Regions from separate parts of the Gossypium arboreum genome. Here all the other regions are linked to region 1. A link is a contact called in public Hi-C data. All regions are on one chromosome and are shown on one strand. Each heading gives the region's core, a stretch centred on a gene start, on an enhancer-like site or on the middle of the called end of the contact. The rest is flanking DNA. Distances are from core to core; before and after follow the strand shown.

Region 1 (3,639 bases), core at 391-2,890:
GATATGCTTAATTAGTCCCAAAATATAATATTAAATCTTTCATATCAAACCCTATTTAAATTACTCACACTCAATTGCATTGCACATATATGTATTACTGAAAATGTAAGTGAAAAAGGAAGAATAAAGCATGATGAAAGCCATACACTTGTTTAACACTAGCTAGTTGAATCATGCCTATTTTCTCCACCGTGGTGTTAATGTGATCCACCGGCCGGGGGCTCGGAAACACCAATACCCGGAACTGATCTATAAGCGTTTAGTGACGCCAGCATGCTTAAATGAGTGTCGGTAACTGAGCCACCGCCAGCACCGATTCCGGAACCAAATTGTTGGGCCGGGAGGAGAGCCATTGGAGCGGCTAAATTCATAAAATGCACCCCACTAGACATAGTACCCCTATACATATTAGTGTTATTAGTTGAAGGAAATGTCCACATGGGATCCCCAGTGCCACTCCCACTGATGACTTGGTTGCCTATCCAAAATGTTGCCGGGATCGGATTATGACTCGTCGGAATCGAACCCGTATTAGATTGTATCAAGTAACTTCCCACCTGATTTTGTGGCGTTTCTTGCTGCTCAGGCCTCCTCCTCTTCCCTATACTAGTATCCGCGGCCTTGGCGTCCCGAATCTCTTGCTTAGCTTGCAAGAAAGCGTTCAAAGTAGTGCTACTAGTACCAGGAAAGGTCAATGAATCTTCAGATGCTAAAGCAACACCAGGAAATAAAACCCTTCGTTGTTGTTGTTGTTGTTGTTGTTGAGATGAATCGTCAAGGACATTCCTTTGATCCCATTCACTCCTCGTCCTCAATTGTTGTGTGGTAAAATTTGGATTGAAATAAGTGTTCCTCAAGTGTGAAGCCGACATGCTAGAACCTGAACTTCTTAGTGAAATATTAAGGGACGTGAAATTTGCAGGGATAGTACCTGTCCCCGTGGCAGCAATAACCGCGGGCTCAGCTTGTTGGAGCAACCACTCAATGGTTTCACCATCTGATTTGTGACCAAGCTCCCTTGTTAGCTGGAAAACCCTAGCAGCACACGTAGCCGGCATGCGGATGCGACGGCCTCGTCCTTCCACTTTGGTGTGCCGGTCCTTGGTTGAAGTCCTCTTAGGTGGAGGTTTCTTGGAGGGAGGTTCCAAGGTTGGTTTGGAGCTGGTGTCGACGTCGGCAGGGTCGGAACGAGGTTGTTCCTTCTTTTCTAGGAGCTGAAGAGGGAAGTTCGGCCTGCGGATCCCATTTTCATCCATGATCATGTATGAGAGAGTGGGATTATATCTTTTTGGTGGTTTGGCTCTACTAGTACATGATCTGAAGGTGACCCTCAATTCGGTGACTTTGATGGCCTAGTGGGTCTCTTTCTTTTTTGCTATATGATGTTGTGTTGTGTAGCTTGGAATTCCCTTTAGATGGGGAAGATTGAAGCTGCCGAGTTGGTTTTCTTATCTCTGCACAGACCAAAGAGAGAGAGGGGATAAGGGGAAGGGGGCAAGCTTTAAGCAACAAATACAATGAGTGAGAATTATGAGGGTGGGCTAAGAAAGAAAAGCAAAGACTTTTTTGGATGGGAAATAATTCGTTGAATTGAGGACCTCTTTGTAATTTTCTCTTTTCTATATTGTGAAAATAAAATGAGATAACCCTAAATATAGAGAGAGATCATACAATTGTGGTTGGATAGTCCCTTGATTCAAACTCCACGTGCGGTGCTCTTTTATCATTCAATCCATAAAGACAGTGGTGGGCCCCTCGTTCCTTTACTCTGAAAAACTCAATCACTCGTTAAAAATATACAAATTATTTAGATATAATAAAGTGGTCCCCATTCCATTCTTGTAATCATTGCCTTCTGCCTTTGATCTTAATTTTAAAACAAAAGTTTACCTCTAAATAATTCCATTACTTGTAATACATCTATGATGCATGTGAACATGGTTTTATATCAAATCATCGATTAAGTTTGATTTTTCTTAATTGGAGAAATCTTAAAAACTCATTTCCTTTAAAAAAAATTCTTTCCAAGAGGAAAATCCGTTTATTGGGGATGAGAGTGAAGGATACTTGATGAAAAATCTTTCAGTAGATCTCTGAGTCAAGACCCAACACTTTTCAGGTCTCCATCTTTGAACATGTGAGCCATACAGTCTGCAATATATATATATATATATATATATATATATATATGGTCCTTGAAAGTATTGTTTAAAAAGCTTATATACCCAAAATATGCCTTTTATTCCATTTTTCCATTAAAGGCTTTCATCTCTATCTATTTTGAAGTTTTGTAGGAGCAGGGGTACATTTCATAAGATCAATAGTCCTAAATCTTCCGACCAATTGAACGTTGTGCATGAGGAATGTGGTGTTGGATAAGGTGAAAGAATATAAACTTTTCTTTTATGCCAAATTTTGTTGGGACATAATAGTAAAAAGTTTGATGTTACTAAAGTAATGGAAAATCATTCGGATAACATAGATAAATATAATGTAATTATACATTGTTAATCAAACACGCCTAAAGAATTAGAATTCTTTGTAATTATAAGAGGATGAAATTACTAGTTTAGTAACTATAGCTTTATCCAATTATTTTGTGGTGTCCAAACACACTCTACCTAAAAAAAAACTGGCTAAAAAAATTAACCTAAAACTTTTATTCAATAAATTATCATTTTAGTCCCTCTAGTATGTTCAAACTTTAAATTTAATTATTACACTTTAATTTGGCGTAGAAGAGGAGTTCGAGTCTTAATATCTAAAATCTCTTCTTCTTTTTTTCGAGCAGTCAATATATCTACTCATACTAGTGTAAAACTCAACTAATTTTACGTACTTATATAAATTTTTGTACGATTATTATTTTTATAATTCAACTATAAGCTATTATTGATGAATAAAACAACTTGAATTATACCATATGTGTATATGTATACATATAGTACATAAGAAAGACCCACCAGCAAAGAGGAATGAGAGAGAAAGCATAGCACGTCTAACCCATGTGCCTAACAGGCCAAAGTGTAGCTTAAAAGGGAACAAAAACAAGCACATTGCCTAAAATATAGCGACTTCCAAAATCTATTTCAACAACCAACATACCTAACTATCTCATAATTCGATTTTCTTTCCCCATCTTCTCTAATCATTTTTTTCCCTCTAAATCTCCACTAATCACCCTTCTTCCTCTTGATTATGACCCTTCCTTAATATGTCACCTTTCTTGCTTTAACTTTTTCATTTCTTTTTTGTTTTACTAAATCTTTGTGATTTTGAAGAAAAAAAAACCCAGTACATTGTCATTTCAAGTTCCCTACACCTTAACATGCATGTAACAAAACAATGGTGTGTGCGCAGACAGTGGCATTTGCCTCTTTGGATATATGGTTTAATTCTTTTTTTAGTCCTCTTAAATTTTAATTAGTTTTAGCTTTTATGTTAAATGAATAATTTTTAGCCTTCTTAGATATTAATAATTCAAATTTTTAGCTTTATCTTCCGAAATTTTTAATTTTATCCTAATCATAGAGCACAATGATTCTCGATATGAAACCAATAATGTCGAAGTTGTCCTGATGAAGTACTGTTTATTATAAAGGAACACCACATAGAAGAAATACCTTTATCTGAAACTTT
Region 2 (3,639 bases), core at 700-3,199, 220 kb after region 1:
GAGAATTATGTTGTCTACTACGACAAGCTTCATCATTGACCCTCTTTTGCCAAATGGCAATTTCACCCTTCTCATGTTTTTTCTCCCAGCAAAGAAGTTTGGCAACTTCCTCAATCTTTTTCTGTTCCTCCTCAAGTTCCTTCTTGGGACGTTGCCATGCTCTGTAATTGTTCCTCCAATTAATTGGTGGACCAGAAAGTACCCAGTAACCACCAGGTCTAAGAACACGATCAACCTCCTTCATATACATTCCATCTGCCAACAGACAAAACCATTATGGTGCATCAGTTACTCAACTTCATCCCTAAAAATTTTTCACTAGTGCAACACCAAAACAGACAATCTACCTAAAATACCAAAACATTTTTTTAACTTAAATATAAGATATATGACTCACCATTTGCTCCCCATGGAATCAAGCAACGAGAACAGTGAGCCATATCAAAAACTCTAGATGGATATGGCATCTTGATGGTCCCAAGAACACCAATAACAGCAGGTACACCTCTTTCAAGAGCAAATTGAACCTGTGCTTCATGTGAATCTCTTGGCGCAAATGACATGGCAATAACATTTCTACTCCAAAGGTATGCACCCCAGCTTGCAACCTATGAAAAAGAACCAATTGTTAGATTCAGTACCTACATAGATCACAAAGAAAAACATTTGCAAGAGTACAAAAAAAGATCAATTGAAAAGCTTTCAATAGGATGACAAATATGGCATACCCCACAACCAGTATCGAGTGCAGTCCTAACCATCCCATTAGTAATTGGAATGACCTTAGCAAGCTGATCAATATACTTATCCGCCCCTTGTGGAAACTGCGTTCCTCCACCAGGGAACCTAAACACATTACCCTCATATTGGATCCAATTCTGAATGGCCTTCTCAATGGTCAAGGCCTTATAGGGTGCATTAGCATAAGGCACATAATCCCTGCTCTTAGGCCAAGGAAACGGAGTCACATATCCATTAGGCGCCGGGACAAGACAATGCAACTTCTCTTCCTCTCTCGGACAATGCCTCTCCCGATAAATCATGTTGTCCCTAGGAAACGTCATGGCACGACTTTGATCTTGGCAAGGCGTGTAATCAACGTAACGGGGATCACAGGGCTCGAAAGATTTGGGCTTTTCGGATTCATCTACGTTCCCAACTTCACCAGCGTGGTGGGTTTCGAAGTTTAAGGTAGGGACAATGCTGCAATCTGCGCTATGTTTAGTCATTTCTAAAGCTATACTATCCCCTTTACCGAAACCACTCCTTTGCCATGCTCCTAATATGTAGAAGAAACAACATAATCCCACAACAATGGATATTTGAATCGAACTCCTAGTTCTTGTGTCAGTTGAAATCGGTTTCAGTGCCATTTTCTTTTAAATATTTTTAACCTGCAAATTAGTTTCCAAATTTTAGATCAATGGAAAAATAAAAAGAAAGCTAAATCTTTAAGGATCGTCAGAGATTCAGAAACAAAGATCAGTGGATTTAACGCTAGTTTTAAGGAAACTAGCGAAGAGCTCATTTCAGTAAATCCATTCTTGAGAAGAAAAAAAAAGAATTTCTTAAATCATAAAAAAAAAATCATGATGAATAGAAAGAAAGGAAATGTCAGAGAACTTACCCAATCGCATTAAAAGAACTAAATCAATGGTTAACGATCTCAAAAACAAAAATTAAATCTTTTAACGATAATGTGAGAAGTAGCGCCTATTATAACTCGGAAAAAGGAAGGAGACGTGAAAATGGAACACTGAAAAAGAGAAAACCTAATCTTTTCTCAAATACAGCGAAATCGAAGAAGAAAGATCAAAATCAGAAGAAAATTATATAATATAAAAGCACAAAAACTTTGTGCTCTGTACGTCGCTTGATTAATGGGGATTGCGATAAAAAAGCTCCCAAGATGTTTGAAAACGCGAGCATTTCCATACGAATTTCGGTTGATATATGTTAAAATATCTCATAAATCCCTGTACATTTTATAAATTTAAAATTTAGTCATTATAAATTTATTTTAAGAATTTGTTTTCTACTTTTCATATTTCAAATTTTAGTTCCAATTATTAACATAGTTAAATTTTTGGTTAAATTGATAGGTGCAACATTTTGAAATAAAAAAATCACTTAATAACAATATAATTGAAAAATCACGTTAAACTGAACTTGAATTTAACAAAATAATGTTAACAATGATAATAATTGGACTTAAATTTTAAAGGTAAAAGGTTAAATTCTTAAAATAAAAGTACAAAACTAAAATTTAAATTTATAAAGAATGTAAGGATTTATGAAATATTTTAATCTAATTTTAAAATTTAAAAGCTACTAAAAGTATTTCCTACTTTTCTTAATTATAATTTACATATGGCTTATCTTCTAATTTTAGGTTTAATTGTAAATAAACGTTTTCTTTTTAAAATTAATTGAATTTTCAAGTATCAGTACCGTTTCTCCGTTTGAACCAATTTTTTATCAGTTTATGATGGTTAGCTTCTTCAACTTTAATCAAATGGAAAATATATAAAATAATTGTACTAAATTATAAACAAATCTATACCTATTATAGGAATCATTAATCTAAGAGGCAAAGTAAAAAGTTTTTTTGAGAATTTAAAATGCAATTGTATTGTTACATTAATTTATAAATTTATAATTTTTCTACTAGGATAATATAATGATTTAACTATTTTTTACAAGGATATGATGTGTTAAAAAGGAAAAAAAGTTTACTAAATTTTATTGATACTATTTACCTTTAAACATGACAGGTTGAAAATTTGAAGTCATTCATAATTATGACACACTCATATTTAAAAGTATCGTACAAGTATTTATGTTAAGAGTGAAACTGTATTTTATTTTATTTAAAAGTAAATGGTTTATTTAGCCCTTTAATTTTATAAATAAAAGAAATTACTTTAACCATTCATTTAAATTTTCACCTCTTTTAACCTTTAAATTTAAGATGTTTGTCAAACCACTCTAAAATTGATAGAAAAATTAATGTTTGTTAGCTTTCCGATATGGCATACACATGGATGTCATGTTAGCAAATAATTAAGTTTTAAATTTAAAATTCAAAAAAGTATAAAAAAAGTATAAACAAATATTTTTAAATTTTAAAAAATAATTAAATGTTAATGTGGCATATATGTGGATGCCACGCCATGTCAACAAAGTTAACATATATTAATTTTTTCATCAATTTTGGAGTGATTTGACAAAACGATTCAAGTTCAAGTGCTAAAAAGAGTAAAAAATTAAATAAAGTGTTAAAATGACTTCTTCTTCTTTTTAAGTTGGAAGGCCAAATAAGTTATTATACCTTATTCAAAACATGGGCAAATTAGTTCTCACACATTAGATCAAAGAGCAAATGATCATTTTTATTAACAATTTAATCCATTTCAACGGTTAAAAATTAACGAGGATGACAAGATAACCAAACAGTTAAACGTGGCATGCTAGTGTACCTTATTCTAACATACAAATGCCAATTTTTATTAATAAAAATAGATGAGATTTTTAATAAAAGGACCAGTTTGCTTTTAGATCTAGTGTAAATGGACTAATTTGCTTATTTTTTTAAATATAAGGGTAAAATGCAATCCTACTCCTAATAGAAGGGCCTCC
Region 3 (3,639 bases), core at 472-2,971, 200 kb before region 1:
CTTTATTTTAGTTTAGTTTTTAAAAAGTTTCGAATGAAGTTGAGTCACTTGTAAATTGACTTTGTACATCACCAATGTTAAAAAGCTTTTTAGGAACTTTTGGCATTATTGCTATCAATTAGAATTAATTGTCGGCGTAGTTTGGTGGTAGCAAAGCTAGGATATTACATGGTAATGCGCCTTTAGTAGTTTACCGGTATTGCCAATTTAACGATCTTTGTTGGGTGCATTTTTCATTCATTGGACTTTTATGACAACCACGACAAACAACTATCAGAACAATAAGAATAAATGATTCTAAAAATTATTTCCATTTTGGTTTTCTTTATTTTGGTGCATTTTTCTATTTGTACTTAACTGTCATTGTTTAATAACTTGTGTTGTCATTCCAATTTGGCACCTCACTAATTTTAATTTTTATGTTACAATACTGATTTAAATTAATGTAATTTTCATTTAATTTTGAAAAAAAGTAAAATTAATGACTTGATGCATCCCAAAGTAAATTGGAAAAACTGTGAACAATTTAATCATTAATGTATTTAAAAATATTAAAATTTTGATTTTTCATTTTCATATAACCTTAGAAAGGTAATTTAACCCCCCAAAAAAAAATACAACATAAACACAAAATTTGTGGATCAACTTATACCAAACGTAAGTGCCAGTTTTGGCATTGCCAGCTAGGAGTGTTGCCATTTTGCTTATTGATTTAATTCAGGTGTTTAAAAAGGGTGTTTAAAACGTGATGCTTTGTTAAGGAATAAAAAAAAACTCCTACATTTGTTGCATGATTTTTATTATAAAAATAAATTATCTTTTAAAATATTTGTTTACTCAATGTAGTTAAAAATAATAAATAATTCTTTCAAATTTGAAATTTCAAAAATTTCGAATGTAAAATAAAAAAACCTTGATTATTATTTTTTCAAAATAAATGGCTTTAAATTCAACAATTTTCTTTTAAAGGAAATAACCCACAGCTTACTCTTAACAATAATAATATATATTTTTCCATAATTAGTAATAAAATTTGCCCATTGTTAATGTGCTTTTTTCCCACCTAATTAGCTAATTTAGCAGAATAACTTTTGCAAATTGAGAAATCACTCAAATTTGTTAGGTCTGTTTATGGTTATTTTTGGCCTCATCTTTAATTTGGCTTGAAAAATACCTTTTTTATTTAAAAATAGGTCAAATTATAGTTTTACTCCTTATAATTTAAATTGGAATAATTAGATCCTCTAATTTTATAATATCATTGCTTTGTCCAAGTAGCCTGTTAGCTATTTTAGTTTAAAATACTAATATTAATATTTCTTAAAAGAAATCATTTTAGCACAAAACTAATTGCTAATATTATATAAAATTAAAATATTAAGATTAAATCGGATTAAATCATAATTTAATTTAAAATATATTATTTAAATCTTTCGAAAGATTGAACCATTTGTGGAATCGTAAATCTGGAATTTGATTTTTTTTTAAATAATCTTGTGGTAGGAAAAAAATGGGATTAAAAGCAAACCAAATATGTGGACGTGCTTAAAGTATCATATTAAGGGATAATTACGATTTTGATTAAGATTAAGATTACGGAAGTGATGATGGATAATTGTAGTGTGTAATTTGACTAGTCAATTCGATAATTACTTAATTAGTGTGGAGCTTAATTTGTCTTCAAAAACGGCAGAAGCAGGGGATAAAAACTCCACTAACGGAAGCTGGCAGGCAGAGATTTGACCATTCCCCCCCTCATTCATATATTTACTACTTGCACTGTTAAAAGGCGTAGGGGTACCTAAAATCTATTTTCTCCCATTAAATTCATATATTTTTTAAGAAAAGAGAGTGAGAGAGAGGGACAGTTTTTATTCCATCACCTCCTCCGCCTCATCATCATCAATCACATAGTCAACACGTGTCTCACCCGGCGCTAACCGGTTACCGGTTTTCACTCCCCCTCCCCCTTTTTGTAGGTCCCACCACCGCCACCATCGCCGCCGTCCCCCGCCTGCCCTGCCTTCCCCTCATCACCACCCTCCCATTCTCTTTTTTTTTTTTTCCTTTATTTATAATTCGACTTCCGAAAACAAACAAAACGTAAAAACGAAAAAAAAAAATTATTTCATTAAACAATTTTTATTTTTTTATTTTGGTTTGGAGAGAGAGAAAGAGAGAGAGCAAGTTTAAAGAGAGATAAAGGGGGTCTCTTATAGATTTTGCTCGCAAAGCCAAAACGAAAGCTCCCTCGCTCTGATTTGCAGAGAAAATCCAAAGGACAAATTAACCAGCCTATAGAGAAACAGAGAGAAAAAAAAAAAGAAAAAAAAATTTAAACGAAGAAACACGAGAACGCGAAGAACAACAACAGCAAATCAAAGGAACAACAACTGAAAAAAGAAAAAAAAAAAAAGAAAAGAAAGAGAAAAGAGATAGTGTATTAATTTTTTGACGGAAAGAGATTCATTTCATTTTTTTCTTCTTCTTATCCAGTCAGTAAGTTCTTCGCAACATTAGTATTATGATTCTTTTATCATTTCCTTTATATGTCACTTCTTCGCTTTTGTTATTATTCTTTCCTTCTTTTTTTCTTTTAATTTAATATTTCTATTTCGTTTATCACTTTGTGTTTATCTACTAATTAATGAGATGATATTAATGAAATTATAAACAGATCTGATTAGCTTACGTTTCTTCTATTAGTTTGAATCTGATTGTTATTTTATTTGTTTTTGTTCTTGTTTGCCTTCAATGAAATTCTGAGATCTGGTACTTATTTTTCTTCAGCTTTGTTTGATCGTGAATTCTTTTGTTCTTGTTTTAACCAAATTTGCTTATGTTTAATTATTGTTTTTGACTTCTTTATTTTTTTTTTCGCCGCTGAATTTTTTTTTCATTTTATAAGCCTGAATTTGGATCTTTGTTTTATTGGATTCGAGTTCCTGTTTGGTTTGGTTTATCGTTTTGAAAATTTATCTGAAACTGCTCCCTTTGTTTGCCCCTTGTTTTCTTGAATAGGTAGAATTTGTTAATCTTGACTGCGTTATGTTTTGGGGGGAGAAATAAAACTTGTGGTTGTTACAGTGATTTGAAAATTCCCATTGTTATTTTTGGGGATTTTCCCGTCTGAAGTCGGGAGGGGATCCTAAAGAGTCATGTTGGAGAACCGGTGCTGCAAGTCCTGTTTGGTGTTTGCAAGCTCTTGTCAGGAAGAAAGGAAGTGGGCTTACATGTACAATGGGAAGCGACCACGGGAATTCTCTGAATCCGATGGTTGTCAGGAAACCAAGTTGTCGAAGCTATCTTCTGATGATTCCTCGAGTGACGATAATAATTCTAATGCTTCTTCTCCACAAGACTCAGGTGACTTTCTCTTGCCAGGTTCTCATGACCAATCCGGTGACGATAGTAAGCGATCTGATTCTTCCTCGGATACAGACTCTTCTCTTATCCACCACTGCTCCATTGGTCTAGACAAACCGGATTTGGTTAACCAATCAGACAGTGACAGCCTGTCAGATTCTGTGGAGGAGTCACCAGAGGAACAGTCTGAGGATGATGGTGAAAATGATGATAGCAGCTTTTCTGATTCTCCCGAGGATGGTCATCGGAGTAATGCTGGGGATTCTTCGTCAG

The links. Hi-C and Micro-C count contacts between places; a contact is called where the count stands out from the background.
Region 2: a contact with region 1 is called in a Hi-C map of leaf, with 3 times the contacts expected there. The contact joins the promoter of LOC108461307 here to the promoter of LOC108464943 in region 1.
Region 3: a contact with region 1 is called in a Hi-C map of leaf, with 3 times the contacts expected there. The contact joins the promoter of LOC108466996 here to the promoter of LOC108464943 in region 1.

The regions. Positions count from the first base shown.
Region 1 is chr13:21,529,803-21,533,441 of ASM2569848v2, forward strand. LOC108464943 (transcription factor TCP15) reads right to left here and starts at 1,641. Exons shown (of 1, transcript XM_017765227.2): 1 at 38-1,641. The coding sequence starts at 1,262. The coding sequence ends at 198.
Region 2 is chr13:21,749,140-21,752,778 of ASM2569848v2, forward strand. It overlaps LOC108461307 (probable methyltransferase PMT2), which reads right to left and starts at 1,950. Exons shown (of 7, transcript XM_017761111.2): 1 at 1,628-1,950; 2 at 729-1,394; 3 at 398-608; 4 at 1-255. The coding sequence starts at 1,373.
Region 3 is chr13:21,330,523-21,334,161 of ASM2569848v2, forward strand. LOC108466996 (F-box/kelch-repeat protein At1g26930-like) reads left to right here and starts at 1,722. Exons shown (of 2, transcript XM_017767425.2): 1 at 1,722-2,499; 2 at 3,022-3,639. The coding sequence starts at 3,159.